2 separate regions of the Oryctolagus cuniculus genome follow, and region 2 is linked to region 1. The links are chromatin contacts, called in public Micro-C maps. All regions are on one chromosome and are shown on one strand. The core of a region is the stretch at or near the end of the contact, and the rest is flanking DNA. Distances in the headings are between cores, read along the strand shown. Region 1 overlaps DIDO1 (death inducer-obliterator 1). Region 2 holds the start of MRGBP (MRG domain binding protein).

Evidence for each region. Hi-C and Micro-C count contacts between places; a contact is called where the count stands out from the background.
Region 2: a Micro-C map of ear pinna shows a contact between it and region 1, with 2.4 times the contacts expected there. The contact joins the promoter of MRGBP here to the enhancer-like site in region 1. A contact is called at or near these places in 2 of 6 Hi-C or Micro-C datasets (ear pinna and an unstated tissue).

Annotation. Positions count from the first base shown.
Region 1 is chr11:731,171-735,942 of mOryCun1.1, forward strand. All of the region lies in intron 7 of DIDO1 (death inducer-obliterator 1), which reads left to right. Among named protein-coding and RNA genes, the nearest start is that of TCFL5, 21 kb to the right of the region's middle. Within about 2 kb of position 2,936, at least 1 of the 8 cell types and tissues checked has an H3K27ac peak or open chromatin away from gene starts, as enhancers often do. A contact at or near this core is called in ear pinna, where this site is marked.
Region 2 is chr11:792,230-797,229 of mOryCun1.1, forward strand. It overlaps MRGBP (MRG domain binding protein), which reads right to left and starts at 3,282. Exons shown (of 5, transcript XM_070051623.1): 1 at 3,050-3,282; 2 at 2,652-2,773; 3 at 1,646-1,803; 4 at 1,491-1,565; 5 at 389-1,118. The coding sequence starts at 3,197. The coding sequence ends at 653.

The sequences.
Region 1 (4,772 bases), core at 1,686-4,185:
CACAAAATCACATTCCTTTTGTTTCTGTGTCCTTATTCCATTTTTCCCTCTTTATATTCCCACTGTTCATCTCCGTTATTGTCAGGATGTGGTGTGGCTGTAATCCTCCGAAATGTTCCTGATGCGCTAGGATTCGGAAATGGAGCCCTGGTCCTCGTAGCATAATTTCTAGTATTTGGGACTCCTTAAGCTACAGTAGAGGATCCAAACAGGCTTTGATAAACGGATTTCTAAACCTCATTTCCTTTTGCGGTGGGAGAGAGAGTGAAAATCTTTCTTAACAACTTTGTAGACCCAAACCCAGATGCCTCGCTGTGCACAGCCCGGGCGGCTTGCAGGGCAGCCTGCCCAGGGAACACGCAGAAGGACATTGCACCGAAGCCCTGAGAGGAACAGAGCCCCTGTCAAGTATCTGGGGTGTCGGTGGTTGTGCAGGCATGGGGGGGGGGGGCATCTTGCTGGTTTCATGAGCAGCTTTTGTCTCCCTCATCCAGAGTTGGTGATAATAAAACGAGGAACCTGACTTTGTCTCCCAATTAGAGGAAAAAGTCAAAGCTTACGCTAAAAGAGTTTAGCTGAACAGCTATCTTTGAATGTTTACACAGCTAGAATTCTGATTTGTCAATAATGCTATGTTAGAAGTTTAGCCTTAGAGTAGCCTACTAAGAAGTTCAGGTTAGGGAGAGGTTGCACATCTCCTTGGCCATGACCCTGCAAGGGGAAGCCCCCTCGCCCGTCTTCAGGTGCCTGTGCCAAGGCCACCCTGGGGGAGGTGGAAGCTTCTGGCGGGAGTGGGTGTTGGGCCCACGGGGTCCCCCCAGCCCACATGACCGTCCTGCGGCCTGGGCGCTGCGGGTCTGCTCACTCCGAAGTCTGTGCTCCAGGAAGGTCCCTGTCTAAGGGCACAGGTCTTCTCGGGACGCCTGCGGTGATGACCACGCCACGTGGGCTCCGGGTGTATGTGAAGTTCCGTAGTACGCTTCTCTTGCACATCAACACCTGCCTGCTCATATTCTTGGCTTTTAAAAGAAAATTTGCTGAAAGATTGATGTATTTGAAAGGCAGAGAGAGGAGGGAGGTCCTCCATCTGCTGGTTCACTGCCCAGACGGCTGCAACAACCAGAGCTGTGCCGATCTGGAGCCAGGAGCTTCTTCAGGGTCTCCCACGTGGGTGCAGTTGCCCGAGCACTTGGGCCATCTTCTGCTTCTTCCCAGGCCACAGCAGAGAGCTGGAGTGGAAGTGGAGCAGCCGGGACTTGAACCAGCACTGCAGGCAGTGGCTTTAGCCGCTATGCTACAATGCTGGTCCCTACTATGTTTAATTTTTTTGATTATATATTTGAAAGGCAGAGTTACAGAGAGGTGGAGAGGGGTCTTCCATCCACTGGTTCCCTCCCCAAGTGGCCACAGCAGCTGGAGCTGGGCCGATCCAAAGCCAGGAGCTTCTTCCAGGTCTATACTGGTGCAGGGCTCAAGGATTGGGCCATCTTCTGCTTTCCCATGCCAAAGAGAGCTGGGTTGGAAGTGGAGCAGTGGGACTCAAAACAGGTGCCCATATGGGATGCCGGCACTGCAGGCGGTGGCTTTACCTGGTTCACCACAGTGCCTGTCCCATTTTTTAATTTATTTGAAAGGCAGACAGTCTTCCATCGGCTGGCTGGCTCCCCAGATGGCTGCAATGGCCAGGGCTGGACCAGGCTGAAGCCAGGAGCATCTCCCAGGTCTCCCACACTCTGGCTGCTTTCCCATGTTCATTAGCAAAGAGCACCAGGACTGGAACTGGCACCAGGTGGTGGCTTTGTCTACACCACAGTGACGCCCCAGCTGTCATTTAAACGAAGGTTGGACACGCTGCAAACCTGAAGTTTCCAGCAGGAAGACTGTGAGCGGTAGCCAGCTGTGATCTGGGTGCCATCAGCCTTGAAGCTTACACTGAGTGTGACCCTGTGGGCCTTCAAGGGGAGGGTTGTGGCCTTGTCACGGGCTTCAAGTAGGGCACAGTGCAGGCGCGGACAAACCTCCACTAAGACATGCGCTTGCGGAAGCAGCCGGGTGGCTCAGGACAGCAGCGACTCCCCTCCCAGTGAGTGTTGGTCTGGAAGCTGGGCACAGCCGTGCGCAGCCAGCAGACAACTAAGTGACAGCGAGTGCTCCCCTGCCTGTGGCCCCTCCACGTCACATCCTGGTGGTCCACCCTGAAGTGTCATTTGATGAATTCTTTGTGTGTGACCAACCCAGCGCGAGTCGTAGCTGAGAGTGCTGTATGTGGAGCTCGTGCCACGAGGTCGTCTGCCCCGGGAGACCAGGGACTGCACAGCTGCGAGGGAGCGCGACCTGGCCGTGGGTGCTGCTCACACGGCTGCCGGCAGCTGCAGAAGCATCGCTCCGTGCAGTGTTGCTTCCTCCTCAAGGAGTCAGTCCGACAAGGCAGTAGCTCTCTACCTCTGAGACAGACAGAGAAGCTGTTTTCTCTGGGTGCTGTCACCTTGATCTTTCACACGGAGCAGCTAGCGCAGGGGGCAGAGTCCTGGGTTTTGGCCTGAGGCACTGTTTCCGATGGGAGAGCCCTGGCTGGAGGCTGCAGCTCCTTTGTCCCTGGGAAGCTGTCCAGCGAGGAGGGGAGGGGCGTCTGAAACCCTCTCGGTGCTGCAGTCCCCCTGGGCTGGTGCACGGGGTCTTGGTGGAGGCCCACTAGTGCCACCCAGTGACTGGTGCTGCTGCAGCGCCAGCCTTCCCAGGCCCGACTCCTGGTTTCCTGTTTCAGGAAAGCCGGCCAATTGGAGCCTGCTGGCTTATCCCGGCACACCAAGGCCAGGCGCAAACAGTTTCCCTCACAGACACGGCCACAGCAAGCTTGCTCCAAGTTCCATGGTGTTGCCTGCCTGGATACACTTCCTCCTGTGGCTGCTGAGGGCTGAGCTGCCTCGCCAGGCAGGCCTGGGAGGGAGGGAGGGCAGCAGCAGGGCTGGCCTGCACAACACACTGAAGAGCGAACTAGAGTCAAGAAGTTGCAGATTTGGGTTAACAGCATTTGAAAATCGTTGTCCTTTGAGCAGAGGCCAAGCCAGGCCCAGCCCTGGCCGTGCTGCCCCTGCTGTAGGAGGAAGAGCACTCAGCCCTGGCCCGAGCAGCTGGGCAGGACTTCCAGCGTGTCACACGCTCTTCAGACGTGTTTGCTGCGTGGCAGATACCAGCAGACCAGCTAGCTGGAGTCCACCAATCTGGGAGGCTGTTGCCAAGTTCATTTACCTAATCAGCTCAGTGGTGTATCGGGAGTGGCAGTAGGGGGCGACAGAGAGACGGTATAGGAGCGGCTGGTTTCACGGAGGGCGGTTGGGCTCCAGGACGGGTGACTCAGCCTTGTGTTGGGGAAGTCCTAAAGGTAACGTCTAGACTTGGATTTCCCCCAAGAGGGAGGACATACATCAGTGGAAGCTCTGGTCTCCGTGGATGGCTCATCTAGACCTGGGGTTGGGAGAAGCAGTGTTGACGTGTGGAATTAAGTTTCTGATACGAGAGTGTAATGCCCTGGAGGTTGGCCTTGGGTCGCGTGGCGCAGCATCCTGTGTGTGACGCTCGGGGTGTCCTGTTGAGGCCCTGGCTCTGCGCTCAGAGCAGCAGGGACTGGATGCGCTCTGGCCTCAGCTTTGAGCTGGCCAGTTCATTCCCGGGGCACAGCCCTGTCCTTGCTGCAGACATGCGCCCCTGCCCTCCGAGAGCAAGGCCTTCGGGGGTCCCTATAGCTGGAACTCGGGCATCCTCTCTGCTAGGTGCTGCTGCCTTGGAGCGAAATCTGCACGTCAGAAGTGAGTGGGCATACTGAGGTCCAGAGTCCCCCCGCCACCCTGAGAAATAGCTTGGGCACCCAGCTTTGAGGGGCCTGTGACCTGCTGAGCCCTGTGTGTGGGGGATGGGTGTCCCATTATTCTGCTTTGCCAGGCATTGTCATGGCTTTATAGTGCCCACCGTGTAAAAACCCAGCTCCAAAAAGGGGTGCTGCACTTGGAGAGACAGCAGTTGGGGGTGTGGGTTCACCCCCAGGCAATGGAAGTGGGAGAGGGCAAGGCAGCCCATGCACTGGCCCCTCACTGGTGTTGGGGGTGTGAGATGGGACTGTACCTGCTGGCAGCGGTGGGCTTGCCTTGGTGCATTGCCAGTGGGATGGTATTTAGGAAAAAGCACAAGACCTGGTGATGCCTGCCCCCACCTCCCGAGTAGTGCTAGTGCAGGTTTTGTTAAGGAACCTTGTGAAGTGCGGGAAATGTGTGGCTCGCAGGCCTGGTGCTGTGTGGTGACGGTGCTCAGGCTGCCAGGGAGGGGCTGACAGCCAGCCCCCTGCCCGCACAACCAGGCCGGTGGCAAGGCTGTGGCCTGCGGGGACCCCGGGAGCAGCTCTTCAGGAGGGCAGGTTTTCCACTCAGGCCCTCACAGACGGGGTCTCAGCTCTTTCCCAGGTTTCTGGGACTCTTTGGGGATGGTGAACACAAGCAATGGGAGAGGAGTGAGGGTTCATTTGTTCTTAACTCCTGGGTGAGAGGGCATCTCCGGGGCACGTGGGGTGCCAGAGGGAAGGCTGGTGCTGGTCCCTGAAGCCCAGGGACTCCCACCGCCCAGAGCTCGTGGCGCTGCTGCGTGGACTCCGGTGGTCTGGTCAGGTGGGGATGGCCTCTGTCAGGTGCGGACATGCAGAGACTGGCCTTTCTGCTGAGCTTTGGGCCACAGCCCTGTTGGCGCTGAGGACGAACGACACACGCCGCGTTGAGTCACAGTGC
Region 2 (5,000 bases), core at 2,032-4,531, 61 kb after region 1:
GGGCCGGGTGGGCGTGGCCAGGGTAGGGCAGCCATGCATCTTGGGCCCTGGCTCTGGCTTGGGGGGGGTCAGGGGGCACAGGGTGCTGCGTGCGCGTTAGGGAAGCAGCTGCCAGCCCGACATCGCCCGGAAAGTGACCCGGAGCCGCCAGTCCCTCCCCACAGCAGGCCCGGCTCGGCCGCCTCGGTGGGTGCTGTGGGGTCAGTGCAGGAGAGGAACCCAGCGCCGCAGACCCGAGGCAGAGGTGGGGGGCGGTGCCGGAGCGGAACCCGGGAGGCCGCCCAGCCCCACGCTCCTCCCCTCTCCCTGCTGCAGACACAGTAACAGTGTAGCGAGCGCCCGCAGGAGGTCACCCACGCGAGTTCCTGCTGGAGGAAAGGCCACTGGCTGTGAACACGCCCCTCTCTGCTTTAATGTGCAGCAATCAAAGGAAAAGAAATTTCATCCCAGGGCGGGGGCGCCGGCCTGCCCTGCCCCGCCCCGCCCCGCCCCGCCCCCCGCTCCCCGCCGGGCGCTGTGCGAGGCTGCTGGCTCCCGCCGCCGTGTGCTTTCACGGAAAACCCTAGTAAAACAGGCTTATGAAATTTAAATAGTGAGACGCCCACCCGACCGCGCGCCACTGCGGGGCGGGGCGGGGGCAGAAGGCCTCGTCCTAGGCCCCAGGTGGCCAGGGCGGCCATCCGCGCAGGCCCCGGGGCGGGCTCGGGGCCTCAGACGGCAGCGGGGCGCGGAGCTGTCCTCCTGGCTCGCCAAGTCCAGGTCTGCCCCGGGCCCAGGCCGCTGCCACGGCCCACCCGTGCTGGACGCTGGACCGAGCTGCGTGTGTCCAGCCTGTGGACATGGCGGGCCCACCTGGGCTTCCCACTGCTGGCCGCCGGCACTCGGCCCTCGACGGCCGCGGCTCCTCACCGGCTCCGGCTGCCCCCGGGCTGGGGCCTATGTGCGGCGGCGCTTGGCGGCGCTGGGGCTGGAGGGGTTGCTGTTGGCGGTCAGGACCTTGTCGGTGACCCGGCTGCGCTTCCGCTTGTCCGCCCCCTCCTTGCAGCCCAGCTCCGAGTTCTTCTCTCTGTCTTTGCCGGGCTTTTCTGTGGCTTTGCCCAAGCTCCCTGATGAGAAAACTGAGAACAAAACCACTCAGCTGAGCACCCAGCCGGGAGCTCGGCCGGCCGCCCGTCAGCTGCAAAAGTCGGGTTCTGCGCACCTGACCCTCGGTGCCCTCTTGGGCTGGGAGCCCGGGCCGTGGGCTCCAGGGGTGTGTCCAGCCTGAAGGCCAGCGCAGCCAGCACCCTGCGCTCAGGGACGGCCAGGACCCATCCTGCGGCGCGGGGGACCAGCAGGGCCCTGTGCGCCGCAGCACCCCGCATCTCGCCGCCGGCCCCGCCCCCGCGCGCAGTCCCCCCCCTCCGCCGGCCCCGCCCCGGCCCCGCCCCCGCGCGCAGTCCCCCCCCTCCGCCGGCCCCCCCCCTCCGCCGGCCCCGCCCCGCGCTCACCATCGTCGGCCCCGCCGTGGGGGTCCAGGTCCTCCTTCATCTCCTCCTTGGTTTCCTCTTCCATGATCACTTTGCCTGCGGAGGAGGCGGCACCGTGGGACACCCGCTGTGCCGGCCACGCGGGCCTCGGCTGCCCAGCCCTGCCCGACTCTCACCTTCCCGGACCTCCTGAATGATCTCCTCCGGGAGCACGAAGTTCCTCTCGGGATTCGGGAACGGAAGGATCTCCGACTCGTGCTGACGTCAGGCACGGCAAAGGAACACGGGGTTTCAGCAAGTCCTGGAAGGCGAACTGGAGCCGCGGGCGCTGCTCCTGGGCCAGCACCTGGGCCGTGAGCGCGCCCTGGCCCCGGCCTCCCAGGCTCCTCTGGCCGCTGCAGCCACGAGGGGAACCCCCAGGCACGACGCAGGTGCCGCAGGGCGGCTGCGCGCTCCCTCGGGCGCCGGGCGGCAGGCGCCTTCCTCACCCACAGCCGCGGGAGCCCCGAGTCCGGCTGGGAGGCACAGGTGCTGCCCCCCCCCCCGCCCCGCACAGCCGCGGGAGCCCCAAGTCCGGCTGGGAGGCACAGGTGCGGCCCCCCCCACCCCGCACAGCCGCGGGAGCCCCAAGTCCGGCTGGGAGGCACAGGTGCGGCCCCCCCCCGCTCCGCACAGCCGCGGGAGCCCCGAGTCCGGCTGGGAGGCACAGGTGCGGCCCCCCCCCCGCCCCGCACAGCCGCGGGAGCCCCGAGTCCGGCTGGGAGGTACAGGTGCTGCCCCCCCCACCCCGCACAGCCGCGGGAGCCCCAAGTCCGGCTGGGAGGCACAGGTGCGGCCCCCCCCGCTCCGCACAGCCGCGGGAGCCCCAAGTCCGCCTGGGAGGCACAGGTGCTGCCCCCCCCGCCCCGCACAGCCGCGGGAGCCCCGAGTCCGCCTGGGAGGCACAGGTGCGGCCCCTTCTCCCCCCCAGCCACCTGCTTCCCGGTGCAGTCAGCGCCTCTGAACTCCCAGACCCGACGCCCGCAGCCCTGCCCGGGGGGAGCCTGCCCCCCGCAGCAACACAGGTGAGGCCCGGGACCCCCAGGAGGTGGCCAGCAAGGCAGGCGTCCGCACGCCCCCTCCACCTCCTGGGGTCCCACGGGCCTGCCCCATCTGCGTGGCCCCGCGCAGCGGTCAGCTCACCAGGGCCTGCATGTCGTACATGGTGCTCAGGTGGTCCCAGATGACCTTGGAGGGCACCTGCCGTCCGATGTTCTGGCTGAACTTGTCCCGGATGCAGATCATGTGGAAGTGCCGGTTCACACCTGCGGGGGCGGCGGGCCGGGTGAGGGGGCTGGGGCTGGGCGGGGGCCCGGGGGGTGGGGGTGAAGAAGTCGCGGCCCCCCTCGGCGCTGAGGGCGTGGGAGAGCGCGGGGAGGGCGCAGAGGAGTGGGGGGCGGGGTGGGGAGCTGCGGGGTGCCGGCGTGGGAGCTGCGGGTCTCCGGGGACGGGGTGAGGGGTGCGGGGTCGCGGGGGTCCCAGGCCCCGCCCCCGCCCTGACGGTTGCCCGCCCCGCCCCCACGCGCCAGGCCCGCGCTCACCGACGGGCTTGTGGCCCAGCATGGCGTGGAAGAGGCACACTTCCACCTCGGGGCTCCACACCACCGTCTCCTCCGCCGGGCTCGTGGCCGCCTCGCCGGGGCCCTTGTCACCCGGGGCGCCCCCGCCGCCCACCTCGGCCTCCCCCATGGCCGCCCGGCGACAAGCCCCCCGGAGGGCGCGGGCACGGCCCGGGCTCCGCGCAGGCGCAGTCACGGGCCGCTCGGGCGCGCGCGCCGGCGACGGCGCAGGCGCAGCTGCGGTCGGGGGGGGGCGCGCTGTGGCGGCCCCTGGCGGCGGCCCCTGGCGGCGCGGGCCCGAACGGAACCTGCCCGCAGAGGCAGCCCGCGGCTCGGACCCGGGGCCGAGGCCCGGGGGTGGGTGGGGCCCGAGTCCGCGCAAAGGCGGGAGGCGGGCGCGGCTGCTATGGGTGGGGGTCTCCCAGGTCTCTGTCCGACTCCGTGGCCCCAGCAGCGCCGCCCGGACACATCCCCCCGACTCGCGTCGGACCCAAGTTAGCAGCTCGGCGGCGCCGCTCGACCCCCGCCGGCGCCCCCGGGCCCAGGGCGGGGCCTGCAGCGGGACCACCAGGGTGGTGTCAGCCCCGGCTCTGCCGCCGCGGGTCCCGCGGGGCTGCCTGGGGGTCTCAGCCCACTCCCCGGCGGGCCGGGGCGGAGTGGGTCGTGGGAGGGGCCCGGGGGCGGAGTCAACGGGGGCGGGGCGGACCCATAGTGGGCGGAGTCTGCGCGAGGCGGGAATCCCGCGTGCCCTCCGGCGCAGTCGGTCGTGGGCGGAGCCAGGGAGGGGCGGAGTTGGCGGGGCCTGGGCGGAGCGAGGCCGCCGACTGGACCGCGTCCGGGGACCGGCTCCCAGAGGCGCCCGAAGGAGTCCGCACGGATCGTGGCTCCGCCCCCACCCCGCCTTCTCCCCGCGCGCCACGCCCACGCGGCGCACACGTGCGTCTGTGCACGGCGCTGCAGGCCGGGGAGCGTTTCGGGCTCTGCGGCGTCTCGGCTGAGACCCCCGGCGAGGCCCCGCGCGCGTCCGGTCTCGGCGTCGTCCCCGTGCGGTGGGGCGAAGGGCAGCCCGCCCTAGGGGGTTAGGAGGGGCTCGCGCCCTCGGGACGGCGGCTCTGGGCTCGGGCTCAGCGCCCATCCCAGCTGCCCGGACCACCAGTCGTCACAGGAGCCCGAGGCGGGTGCTCCTCGGCCGGGTCCCCGTGGGGGTCTGAGCGCCCGCGGGCGGCGGCCTCACCGTCTTGGCCCCCCATCCCTGCCCGCTCCCCCGGGCTGCCCCTGGCCCTGAGGTCATCTCCACGCTGGTGCGCCTGCCCGGTGAGCCCTGCCCCGACCCGCGCTCCACCGCAGACGCCGGCAGGGTGCTTCGGGCCGAGGGCAGCGCCTCGCTCTCTCCCGGGCATCTTGTGGGCAAACTGCCGGTGCCGGCTCCCGGCCCGGTCTCCACGGGGCACAACCTGGGCGGCTGCGGGACGCAGCTCTTTGAGAGGCAGAGTTAGAGAGAGAGAGGGAGAGAGGTCTTCCACCGCTGGTTCACTCCCCAGACGGCAGCTGGGCTGATCCAAAGCCAGGAGCCAGGAAACTTCCGGGTCTCCCACGTGGGTGCAGGGGCCAAGCACATGGGCCATCTTCTGCCTTCCCAGGCCACAGCAGGGAGCTGGATCAGAAGAGCAGCAGCCAGGACTCGAACCAGTGCCCATGTGGGTGCCGGCACCGCAGGCACAGGCTTAGCCTATTATGCCACAGAGCCAGGCCCAGGAAGCCTTCACATCTTTGTTTAAAAACTGAAACGCCCTCAGTAGACGGACTGCGTGTCCAGGCTGAGGCCGGGAGTGGGGTGCTGGGCAGTGGCGTCCTCCATGGTGGGGAAGGGGAGGGCGCCACGCAGCTGCTGTCCCTCCCCCGCCTGCCGTGTGCCTGGCCTGGGTCCCTTCCC